4 separate regions of the Mus musculus genome follow, and all the other regions are linked to region 1. Evidence: chromatin contacts called from public Micro-C and promoter capture Hi-C data. All regions are on one chromosome and are shown on one strand. Each heading gives the region's core, a stretch centred on a gene start, on an enhancer-like site or on the middle of the called end of the contact. The rest is flanking DNA. Distances are from core to core; before and after follow the strand shown.

The links. Promoter capture Hi-C pulls out the DNA fragments that hold promoters and counts their contacts. A called contact is a pair of places that touch in the nucleus more often than the background predicts.
Region 2: a contact with region 1 is called in a promoter capture Hi-C map of pre-B cells, with 6 times the contacts expected there. The contact joins the promoter of A630001O12Rik here to the promoter of Egln1 in region 1. A contact is called at or near these places in 1 of 39 promoter capture datasets (pre-B cells), 1 of 484 Hi-C or Micro-C datasets (B cells) and 1 of 115 datasets of contacts at active chromatin or transcription factors (pancreatic cancer cells).
Region 3: a Micro-C map of embryonic stem cells shows a contact between it and region 1, with 13 times the contacts expected there. The contact joins the promoter of Tarbp1 here to the promoter of Egln1 in region 1. A contact is called at or near these places in 3 of 39 promoter capture datasets (the C10 cell line and liver), 2 of 484 Hi-C or Micro-C datasets (both in embryonic stem cells) and 1 of 115 datasets of contacts at active chromatin or transcription factors (pancreatic cancer cells).
Region 4: a Micro-C map of embryonic stem cells shows a contact between it and region 1, with 2.1 times the contacts expected there. The contact joins the promoter of Kcnk1 here to the promoter of Egln1 in region 1. A contact is called at or near these places in 1 of 39 promoter capture datasets (stem cell-derived epiblast-like cells), 1 of 484 Hi-C or Micro-C datasets (embryonic stem cells) and 1 of 115 datasets of contacts at active chromatin or transcription factors (embryonic stem cells).

Annotation. Positions count from the first base shown.
Region 1 is chr8:124,947,847-124,950,701 of GRCm38.p6, forward strand. Egln1 (egl-9 family hypoxia-inducible factor 1) reads right to left here and starts at 1,408. Exons shown (of 5, transcript NM_053207.2): 1 at 387-1,408. The coding sequence starts at 1,208. It overlaps Gm46060 (a long non-coding RNA gene), which reads right to left and starts at 379. Exons shown (of 2, transcript XR_001778719.2): 1 at 1-379.
Region 2 is chr8:126,847,666-126,850,520 of GRCm38.p6, forward strand. It overlaps A630001O12Rik (RIKEN cDNA A630001O12 gene), which reads left to right and starts at 1,355. Exons shown (of 2, transcript NR_151740.1): 1 at 1,355-1,565; 2 at 1,696-2,855. The region is part of intron 1 of Gm31718 (a long non-coding RNA gene); the gene reads right to left.
Region 3 is chr8:126,473,560-126,476,414 of GRCm38.p6, forward strand. It overlaps Tarbp1 (TAR RNA binding protein 1), which reads right to left and starts at 1,506. Exons shown (of 30, transcript NM_001159907.1): 1 at 696-1,506. The coding sequence starts at 1,506. It also overlaps the pseudogene Gm6091.
Region 4 is chr8:125,993,686-125,996,540 of GRCm38.p6, forward strand. It overlaps Kcnk1 (potassium channel, subfamily K, member 1), which reads left to right and starts at 1,417. Exons shown (of 3, transcript NM_008430.2): 1 at 1,417-2,129. The coding sequence starts at 1,775.

The sequences.
Region 1 (2,855 bases), core at 158-2,657:
GCAGGCCGCCAAGCTTTTCCTGAATACAGGGAGTTTTCCGACCACAGGCTTTTAAATGAACCTTTCTGGGGGCAGCTGACAGAGTCCTAGCTAAACACAGTGTCTGGCTCTCAATCAGAGCCGGGTGCGCGCTAAAAACCGCGGGGCTTTTAACTAGCTCAGGCACACAGGCAAGATAAGATGCATCACCCAGACCCGGTGTAGCTGGTACCCCAACGACCCCCACGAGTGACCAGGGCTCCGGCAGGCTCTGCACTGTGCACTGTGGCAGACAGTACAAGGACAAAAGGAGCCACGCTAAGACAGAGCGCCGGGCCCCGGGTCTGCGGGGGCGGGGGGTGGTCCTCACAGACCCTCCTCCGGTCGCAAGAGCCCCAGCCACTTACTTTCGTTCGGCCGTTTATCCTGTAGTTGCCCAGCTTCCCGCTGCAGTGGCGGATCAGGTCGTCCATGCTGCTCATGAGCAGGCCGATGGTTTCGCAGCCGGGCTCTTTGCCCTCGATCCAGGTGATCTGGTCCCCCCGGATGTCCTTGGAAGAGTCACTCTTCTGGCTGACCAGCTGCCCGTCCGTGAACTTGCCGGTGTCGTGCAGGGCGCGCACCTCATCGCCGATCTGCTGCCCGGTCTCCCTGCCCAGGAAGTCGTCCACCACGCAGATGCCGTGCTTGTTCATGCACGGCACGATGTACTCCAGAGCCAGCTTCAACGCGGGCAACGGCTTGGTCTGCCCGTTGGGCCGCAGCCCTCCACCGGGACTCAGCGCCTCCCCGGGGCCGCCACCCGCTGGGCACAGGCTGGCGCGCTCGGGGCCCGGAGACCGGCTAAGCGGAGGATCCTCGGAGCCGGGCTCTGCTGGGCCGGGGCCGCTCCGGGCCTGCGCCGCGTCCTCCGGGCCCGGTACGCGCGAGGCCGCCGCGCTGTCCCCGCGCCGGGCCGCCCCGCCGGCGCGCGCGGCTCCGGGGGCCCCACCGGGCGGGGGCGCGACGCGGGGCTGCGCCGGCGCGGGCTGCGCGCGGGGGGCCTCGCCGCCCTGGCACACCAGCTTGTGCTTCTTCCAGTCCTGGCGCTGGTGCTCTTTGCAGCAGTAGAAGGAGCTGCGGCAGCGGCCGCAGCGCAGCAGGTTCTCCATCTTCCCGCACAGCTCGCAGTACTGCCGGTCGCGCTCGCTGGCGCTCAGCACGCCGGGCCCGCCGCTGTCACTGGCCATGGCCGCGGCAGGGCGGGCCGCGGGCCGGGAGCGGGGCGGCGGCGGGGCCGTCGGGGCGCCCGCCCGGGGCCGCCGCCCGCTGCGGGAGGCCGCGCGCGCCCTGGCCTCGCCTGCCTTGCCCGGGGCCGCCTAGCGCCGCATCGCGCCGGAGAGAGCGCGGCCTGCGCGGCGCACAGCGCCCTGGGCGGGCGGGCCCAGCCGGCTGCGTCGGGGCGGGCGGGCAGGGCGCGGGCCTGCGGGCGCCACTCGCTCCGCGCGCGCTGCACGTACACCACGGCCCCGGCGACCCGGCGCGCGGGCGGAGAGGGCGGGGGCCGCGCGCACGCGGCGGGCCGGGCCTAGCGGGCGGGCGCGCCGCTTCCTCCGCCCTCCCCTCCTCCTCGCGGCTCCGCCCGGGGCGCGCGTCGCCGGCCTGCGCGCGCGCAGCTCCACCTGCCTGTCCGGGCCCGCCGGCAGCGCTCCGGGGCTGCCTCGGCCACCTCGGTCCCGCGGAGGAGGAAACGGAAGCTCAGACGGCCGCTGGGCCGCTCCAAGCTCCGGGACGGCCGCTGCGCGCTCCCGGTCTGCTGCTCCCCGGAGGCCGCGGAGGGCACAACAAAGGCCCCCCGGGCAGCCTGCTCCGGGACCGGCTCCTGCAGTCGCCGGGCCTGGTTCTGGCTTTGCTTTGTTTTTGCTTTTCTGCGGTCCTTAAACTCTTGAGATTTCTCCCGGTTCCGGTTCGAGACCTCTGGGTTAAGTAAGGTAATCAGGGCTCGGTTCCAGATCCGCATTCAGGCCTGAAGCTCTCAAGAGCATAGTCCGTGAACGAAGCTGCACAGGGAGTTAAAGTCTCACATTAGAATCTGCCAATAGTGTCTGCAGAATTATGAGGATTATTACGGGCTTTCTTTGTTGTCTTGAGACGCAGCCCGGTAGTCCTCGGAAGTAGATTCTCCTACCTCTTCTGGTCAGTGGTAAGGTGATTAGCGTGAGCCCTCTTTGCCAACTCAGTTATCTGCATTTTGTTTGATTTCAGTGTTGTAAATTGAGACGAACACACTAGTTGCTGTTTCTTTGTTTTTATGAAACCTTCAAACCTCATAGAGCTTGGCACGGTGGTAAACGGCTTTAATGCTGGCACTCAGAGGCAGGAAGATCATTGTGAGATTGGGGCCAGCCTGGGCTACAAAGTGAGTTCCAGGATCAAACGCACTTGCACACACAGCTCAGAGAAACAAACCAGAGACTGTCGGTTCCACGTGTGATTTGTAGTAAGTAACTAGTGGGGCCGGGGCAAGGAGAATGACGGGTATATTTGGAGCTGCAGAGAGGGAAGCAAGAGCTGTACAGGTTGAGGACCAACCTGCTCTATGTGGTGGGTTCTGGGACAGCCAGGGCTACGGAGTTCGACATGGTCATACAGCCTCCAAAACAGAAGGACCTCCCTAGGTGCAAACATTTGTCATAATGTACACACACGGTCGTATACTTGAGTGTAGCCATTGGGACAGACAGCCGAGAATTTAAAATTGCTGTTTGGATGCCAGGGGGAACACAGAAACGGGAATTGTTAGCTCTGCCATTTGAATGAAGTTGCAAGCAAACAACTCCGAAATGTAAGAGCGACAACATTTACACGCATACACTTTGAGAATAATCTTGAAGCTG
Region 2 (2,855 bases), core at 105-2,604, 1.9 Mb after region 1:
CACAAGCCTCATGGCAGGTACCCATGTAGGCCGAGCTGCCAGCCACAGGCCACACGCAGCTGCTGTGGTTGACAGCACAGCTCCATCCCTGGCATGTTGTCACCTCCTGAAACAAGAGTGAAAGTCACCGCATCCTCAGCTCCATCCTTGAAGCAGCCTCTGAACCACGCCCCCAAACTGTGGCCCCTCGTGCAGAAGGCCCATGAGGGAACAGAAAGTCTGATGCCTGTCAGTCACTCCAGCACCCAGGTGCAGCTCTTCAAGCTACAGATAACCGTGTGACATCACCCAGCTGTTATTATCAGCACTGTGAGTGTTTACTTCATCTTCAAAGAGAGTTCCAGACTGGTATCTAGTGACTAAGTGGAGGTCAGAGATCCTCTGACATCAGTCATGCCCAGAAGGGACAAGCCCAGTTGCCAGCTCTCGGTGACCATGTGCAAACTTTGAGCTCCTTCCTGCCCAGTGCCTCTCCCAGGCTCCATACATGCCCTGGCCATGAGGCTGTCCCTGATGGCTGCCAGTCACATAGACACGTGGGTGTCACCTTCTATTGTTTTCCAGAGCATTCTCTCTGGAGTCCAAACATTGCCACATTGCCACTGTTGACACCACCTCTTAGAGAGCCTGCCCTTTATGACCCAACACAAGACACAAAAGGCATCAGACTGGTATTTCCTTTACCCCATAGGGATTTTTTATGGGGTTTTTATTTGGTTTCGTTTTTGGTGTGCTTCTGAGAATTGTCCTTTTGTTCTTCCGTTTGGTTGCAAAGAGCACTCTCCAAGGAATTCTGCTCAAAAAAAAAAAAAAAAAAAAAAAATCACACAGCTTTTTACCTGAAGCTTGTATCTCCAGAAGGAGACCTTCACCCACCACCACATCCTCCCAGGAAATAACAGCTTAAAGGACAGATGAACCCGCCATGGGGCCCTACTCCTCGCTGCTAGGCTCTGGGTAAGGTGAGCAGGGGCAGAAAGGCTGCATCTTCATGCTGGGACTCAGGAAGAGCCTCATTGTCTGTCTTAGGCAAGGACCTGCTCATCACACAGCCCAGATGTGAGCAGTTATTAGATCAACACTCCCCATACCACCACCATGGAGGAACCACTGACATTTACCTGGCCCTAGCAAAGGCCACCAAGGCCATGTCTGGGACTTTGAACTTTCAGTCACTCCCTAGTGAGGCCGTGCGTAGTATCGAAAGCCACCATCTTTTACGTTGTCTACCGAGGTAGAGGAAGTTTCTCAAAGACAAGCGATTGGAATCAGAGTTCAGAGGAAGCTGGCGTGAGAGCAAGGGGAGCCCCTGGCCTGCCTATCGCTGTACCAGAAGCTCCAACTGCCTCAACTCACAGCATTCTTACTTGCAGCTACATAGCCCCACCAACATTGCTAGGCTGAGCAGGACCAACCGACCATCTGCCTGGTCATGCAATGTGCAAGAAAAAATAAGAAGAATGTGCTGGAAGGTCAGAGCGCTAACCATCTAAGGCGATGATGGGTAGGCGCCAAGGCCCAGGGACATAGAAGTGTTCTGTAAAGGAGTCCCAAGTCTCCATTGGGTGAGTAATCTCATCTCTGAGCACAAGGAATGCTCTTAGAACAGGTTGTACCTGACCCGCCACAGTCAGCTCTGCACTGTCCGTGGAAATTCCTGGTATGACCATCCTAACCATGTGTTCGTCTTCCTAGTACTGCATCACCAACCTAAGGATTGACTGAAGCCCAGGGAGATGACCTCACTACCCATCACCAGAAGAGACTCTCAAACCCAGCTGCCCCTTCAGAGCTGACTCCTGGCATAAGGATGCCCTGATCTGGGCACAGCCCCAGAAACCTATCCCTGGACTCTGTCCGTTGACCACAGGAAGAGCTCCAGTTGAGTCAAAGGGGAGTCTGGCTAGTGGTAGGGCTGCAGGATCCAGCTTAATCCCCTTACTCATCTAAAAGGTCACTGAAGGGGCAGCGGCCTTAAGGGGCAGATCATCAGTGTTGACTACAAGTTCAAAGAATCCACAGAAAGCCACACAGTGCCCCCTGGCTCCAACCTCAGAAATGGAGCCGACCCTGACTCAGAGAGGAAACAAAGGCTGACTCACTCACCCTCCACTTCCTCCTTTTGCCCAGCTCAGCCAAGACCAGCACTGGCTTCCAGCGACAGACAGGTGACCACTACTTGCAAACCTGCAAGGGGGAGCACAGGCTCACTCTGCCAAGGACCACCAGACCTCGATTTACTACTGCCCTCACCCTCTGTATCTTCCACACAGTGCATGGCTGGTAATGGCGCTGTCCTGTCTTGTCCTGCCTTGACCTTGGCTGTGTTATTCTTCACTTCCCTGTTCAGCGCACAGCCACACTTTCCAAACATCATGAATCATCAGTACAGAGCAACGGCCACTTAGTAAAGCAGGAAACCACTGCACGCCAGGCCTGGACAGAGCAGTTCCCTGCTCTGGCCTCTCCTGTCCCCTGATCACTGTGACACAAAGCCACAGTGGAGGTCCCAGGGACTATTGCACCACTGGGTATTCAACCCCTACACCATCAGCCCTTATACTGGGCAGGATCTTCCTAGCTGAGCCTTCCCTGCCTGAGCTGGCTAAAGTGAAGCTGGTATCTTCCAGTCTCAGAGGGAGGGAAAGAGGTCAGGTCATTCAAAACCCTGGCTGTTAGAAAGACTGTATCCGGTAGACAGCAGAGCCATCAAACAGACATGGGGCTTCCTCTTGCAGCCTTGCAGTTATGAACAAAGGTTGCCTCTGTCATCAAAGCCCCTGCAGACTAGACCCCCTCTGAATAACATGCAGCAAGTTCCCAAAGAATGGACACCAATGAAGCCCATACATCAA
Region 3 (2,855 bases), core at 256-2,755, 1.5 Mb after region 1:
AATGGAGAATAATCAAGGACAACACCTGTTGACTTTAGGCCTGGGCGCAAGCACACACGATGACTTAAGGGTTATGTTTAGAAAGCACTAACTAACCCTGCTCCTAATATTCCTAAAGGGAATGTCAAGGGATTAATATTTGATTCCGTACCTCGAGTTTCAAACATTAACTTGGGTTACACAGCACCCTTCTTTCAGTTTGATACGGATGTCAACTTTTTTTCTATCAGGATGTAAAGGCGTGGAGCAGGCTTGGTTTTACACAGAGCATGCTACCGCGTGTGCGATATCTTAACCTTCACTGGGTCCACTTTTCCCAAAGTGCAGGAGGAGGCCGGTGTAGGGTACCACATGCAAGTGTCAAATCCGCTCAGGATGAGGTGGACGCCCCTTGAAGGCTGGTTTGAGGTAGCAGAGTGTGGCTGGGGCAAAGAGATAAGTAGGTGCCAGTCTGGAGAGATGGTTCAGGGGTTAAGAGCACTTGATGTTCTTCTAGAGGACTGGAGTTTGACTCCCAACACACACATCAGGTAGTTCACAATTGCCTTTAACTCCAGCTCAAGGGGATTTGATGCCCTCCCAAGCATACGCACGTGATGCACATAAACTTACACAGGCACGCGCGCGCGCGCGCACACACACACACACACACACACACACACACAATTTTGTTTTTTAGAGAGACAAGTGGGTACCTTTTGTGTCCTGGGGGCTGCAGGAGCAGTCCACCGCCAGCTCTGCAGACACCTGTACAGCCCTCTGCAGCAGGTAGCGCGCGCGCTTTCGCGTGAGCCCGTCCTGCGCGCGGCCCAGCCCCGCCTGGACGGTTCTCCAGAAGCGGCCGCAGAGACGGGCGTCGAGATCCCCGTGGCGCTCATGGTTGGTCAGCAGCTTCTCGGCCAGTGCGCTCAGCACCAGCAGTTCTGGCCCAGTGCTGCCCTCAGCTCCCGGTCCCGCGGAGCTCAGCGCGTCCCACGCCGCACGCAGAGCCGGTTCTGCGCTCTGTGCCAGCGCGGGCAGCAGGCGCGCTCCCACGGCCGGCGGCGCGTCCCCGGCCAGCGCCAGCTCCACAGACGCGCGCCCCAGGCGACGCAGCAGCGGGGCATCCTCCGGCGCGCGTAAACACGGCGCCACGGCGGCCAGCAGCTCCACGGCTGGCGCGCTCGGCAGCTCGCGCAGCGCTTCTTCGGCCAGAGTGACTGCCAGCTCCGGTCCTGCCAGGCGCGCGCACGAGCGCAGCGCCGCACTCGCCGCTCGGAGCACGCGGGGCCTCGCAGGCCCTCCGCCCTGGGACGCGTGCAGTAAGGGCACCAGGTGGTCCCTGGCCACCTCGTGTGCCGCCTTGGCCAGCGCGCCGGCGCCCGCGCCGCGCTCCTCCAGCCGCTGCAGCACCAGGCGCAGGGTCTCCGCCCGCTCCGCACTCGCCTCCCCGCCGCACAGCGCGCCCAGCAACTCGCCGGGCTCCCGACTCTGCGTTAGAAGCGCGTCCGCCAACACCCGCTCCATTTCGCGGGGAGTAGACCTGTGCGCGTGCGCCGGCCACCCTAAGCGCGAGTGCGCGTGCGCGGCGAGAGGTTCCCACCCACACATACCCTGCCCGGCATAGGACCGCATAAGGTTCCTTCAACTTTGTTGGGAGTGTGATGCCTCCTGCCACTCACAGTTTTTAGTAAAAAGAGTTGCTGCAGACATAGTATTACACCAGTTCCGAAGTTCCCGATTGGAAATAGGCCTAGGGCCTAAATTTTCTAGCTGGCCCTAAATTCACATAGATATCCTGCAATCCCCCCAGATGGCTGCTTTTTAAAAGGGTGCATGTTAAGAGTTACCACAAAGTCTCTAAAACAATGGATCACAAATGAAATCTGGATTTATGTTTTGAAAATAAGTTATGAGAGCTGAGAAGATTGGTCAGTAGGAAAAGGGCATGTTATGAAAGCATGAACATCTGAGTTAGGATCCCATGGAGAGGTAACTACCATCCTGCGTGGTGGAGACACATCTCCCCGCCGCCCCCCCCCTCCCCGACTCCCCCGAGTCGCTGATGAGCCAGTATGGCTGAGATCAGTTCCAGGTCCAGTGAGAGAGCCTGACTCTTTTTTTTTTTTCATTAGTAGTAAACTTTAATATTGTTCACTTTGCACAAGAAAAGTGGCTCACTAAGAGCTGGGGTTCTGAGGAGAGAATGTTTAGGCATAAATGGGGGAGCTGTGAGAGGCCTGGAGCCTTGGTGAGGGTGGGGCTCTGAGACTGAAACCCAGCCACCAACAAGGAAGAAACTAGCCCCACCAGTGTCACAATGGTGGACAGCTCTGTCCTCACCTTTGGCTGAACGCGGGACCCCTAGCCACCAGGCAGGGTCTGGGCTCCAGCCTGCATTGAGGCATCTTGGCAATCAAGAAGGGAACTGAAAACGGCTTCAGCGAGTGGACGATGGATGAGCCCGTTCAAGGCACAGTGTCCATTAGGAATGATAGGCCCGCGCTCCCCCTGCTCTCTGAGAGTCCAACCTGGGTAGGAGCTGGCAGGCCCCAGGTCCCCTCAGTTGGCAGAGTTGTATTGTAGGACTTGCTGAGAGGCAAAGAGCTTCTTGACAGCCAAGGCCTCTCCCGGCTGCCCCAGCACCAGACAGTTCTCTTTGTTGTCTGACCCAGCAGCCTGGGCTGAAGACTTCTTAAAGTAGCACAGGCGGCACACGGAGTGATACTTGTCGGCTCCGCCAATCACCTCCACCTCTTTCTCCAGACCCAGCCTCTTCGTGTAGGCAGCTTCTCGGAAGCACTCCATGCACACAGCGGTGAGCTTCACCACACTCTCCGCCAGGGGCACCAGGTTCAAGATGCTGCCGAAAGCCT
Region 4 (2,855 bases), core at 167-2,666, 1.0 Mb after region 1:
CTGATATCATCTACCATAGATGAGGAGTATTTTTTTTTAATATAAGAAATTGAAGCTACCTCTCTCCTCTACTTCCCCACAAACAGCTGCTGGAGGCAGTTCTACTTCTACATGTTAGCCTGCTTTGCAGACACAGTTCTGTTACAGGGTACAGCATAAACGGTTCGCATATTTGAGATTCCAGACAGCTGTGCTTACGTCTGCATAGTCTTCAAATTCATCTTTAAAGATCAGATGTCATCTTGGCTGGGGAACGGTTCAGCAGTCCAGGTGCTAACCACGGTCCCGGCAACCGGAGTCCATTCCCGGAGTTCATTGGAGACATTGATAATAATGATAATGCTATGATGATGATGATGATGCTTCAACATTTTTTTTTTTAATTCGAGTCCTGAGTGTCTGACCACAAGTCTGGGTACCCAAGTACTTTACCACTACGTCATCTTTCCTGCTCCCATTCCCCTAGTTAGGAGCCTTTAGAATGTCCCTGACTCTTGACTCCATGTGCATGTAATGACAAAAATACACCTCTGTGTGTGGAGTGGTGGTTTGAATGAAAATGGCCCCCACAGGCTCATAGGGAGTGGCGCTATTAGGAGGTGTAGCCTTGTTGGAGGAAGTGTGTCGCAGGGGATTGAGCTTTGAGGTTTTAAATGCTCACGCTGACCCAGTTTTATTCTTTCTCTCTCTCTCTCTCTCTCTCTCTCTCTCTCTCCTGTTTGCCAATCCAGATGTAGAACACTCCGCTCTTTCTCCAGTATCATGTCTGCCTGTGTGCCACCATGTTCCCAGTCATGATAATTATAGACTAAACCTCTAAAACCGTAAACCAGACCCAGGTAAATATTTTCCTTTATGAGAACGGCTGTGGTCATGGCGTCTCTTCACAGCAATAAAAACCTAAGACAATAGGTATGATGTATGGCACGATATATAAGACAGGATACAGCTATGCTGAGTCTTATGTATGTGACTGTCATCCTTCTCTAGGAAGTGTCACAGAGTCAGGTCCTCCACCCCCACCCCTAGAAGCACACAGCTAGACTCTAGAAGCACACGGCTGCACATGTCTATGCAGAAATGTAGAACCCAACCTCATCCACCATCAGTTCCTCCGTGCCCTAGCGCACATTTCCATTTCTGTCTCCTGACCACGAAGTCCTTAAAGTTTGGGGTATTGTTTAGGCTAAAATCCAGAAGCTGTGTTTTCCTGTTCCAGGTGGAGGATGGGGTCAGGAGAGGATTCAAGTAGCTTTTTAGAAAGAGGTTCATTGTATTTTCAATAGTCTGGGCAGCAAATGGCTTAGCTGTCCAGTCAACAAGACAGAGGAAGACAGGATCTATCTGTACCCTTGGTATTTGGCTATAGTAGCTTTAATCAGGAGGAATGCCTGGGGGGACAAAAGTAGCTAGGACGGGGGTTACGGTGGCGCGCGCGCGCGCGCGCACACTCTCTCTCTCTCTCTCTCTCTCTCTCTCTCTCTCAGCTCAGGCCTGCTGACTGCACTGGGGAAGGGAAGAGGGAGCCAGGCAGCCTCCGGGTGGCCTGGCCAGGGTCTGGCGCCACCAAACCTGCACTTTCCGGTTTCGGAAGCCAGGTAGGGGGCGCGGGCAGCCAGCAGCTCCCGCCAAGTGGGTGAGAGCGCTCCGCCCGACCAACTCCCGCTACCTGAGCCGGCCACCACGTCACCGCCACATCATCTGGCCTCTTGTATTTGCACGAAACCAGGAAAGGGAGCGGCGGCGGGAGGCGCGGAGCGCGGGCGCCGGGAAGATGCTGCAGTCCCTGGCCGGCAGCTCGTGCGTGCGCCTGGTGGAGCGGCACCGTTCGGCCTGGTGCTTCGGCTTCCTGGTGCTGGGCTACCTGCTCTACCTGGTGTTCGGCGCCGTGGTCTTCTCGTCCGTGGAGCTGCCTTATGAGGACCTGCTGCGCCAGGAGCTGCGCAAGCTGAAGCGGCGCTTCCTGGAGGAGCACGAGTGCCTGTCGGAGCCGCAGCTGGAGCAGTTCCTGGGCCGCGTGCTGGAGGCCAGCAATTATGGAGTGTCGGTGCTCAGCAACGCCTCGGGAAATTGGAATTGGGACTTCACCTCGGCGCTCTTCTTCGCCAGCACCGTGCTCTCCACCACAGGTAGGGCCGCTGCTGCCACCTTACCCCAAACCCCGGCGTCCCCAGGCCTCCGCTGGGCGCATCCTGCGGTGGCTCGCAGTGGCGGCAGCCAGTGAGGTGACCCCGGAGCACGATATGGGTACTGCAGCTGTTACTCTTTGGGAATGGTCTCAAACACTCTGGACCTTGAGGCTGCAGGGGTCTCATTCACTTCTCCGTCCTTGTGAGGAGCAGGTAGGAGCTGATGGGAGGGTAGGTCCCCGACATTTCTGTCCTGGCAACTGAGCAGCAAGACCAGGAGATGAGGAGAGTATCCTGTGCTTAAGAGCGTTCGCCTCCTTCTGGCCCCATCCCAGAGACCCCAGGCCGAGAAACCTAGCAATGACCCTTGGATGGGTCACCTTCATGACTGTGACTCCCTTCCCTACTGTAGACCTATTACAGCTTCTTTGGATCTGTTTTGGGGACAGTGGTGACATCACTCTGCTCTCTGCAGGTGACCTCTAAGCAGGCAGGCCTATGGGGGTTTCAGAGTAGGAGGAAGGGTGGGAGAAGGGAAGGGAGTCACTTGACCTGGGCCCCACATGGTGGGGCTTCCTGAATCAGCGGTTACTTCAACTTTAGGTGCGTTGAGCTTCTCTTCTACTTTGAGGCTTCAACGTCTTCAAGAGGCTTAGAAATCCAGCTGAACATACATGCCCAGGGGCATAGCAGTTAGACTAGATGGAGAGAGGCCAGGTTTCGTCA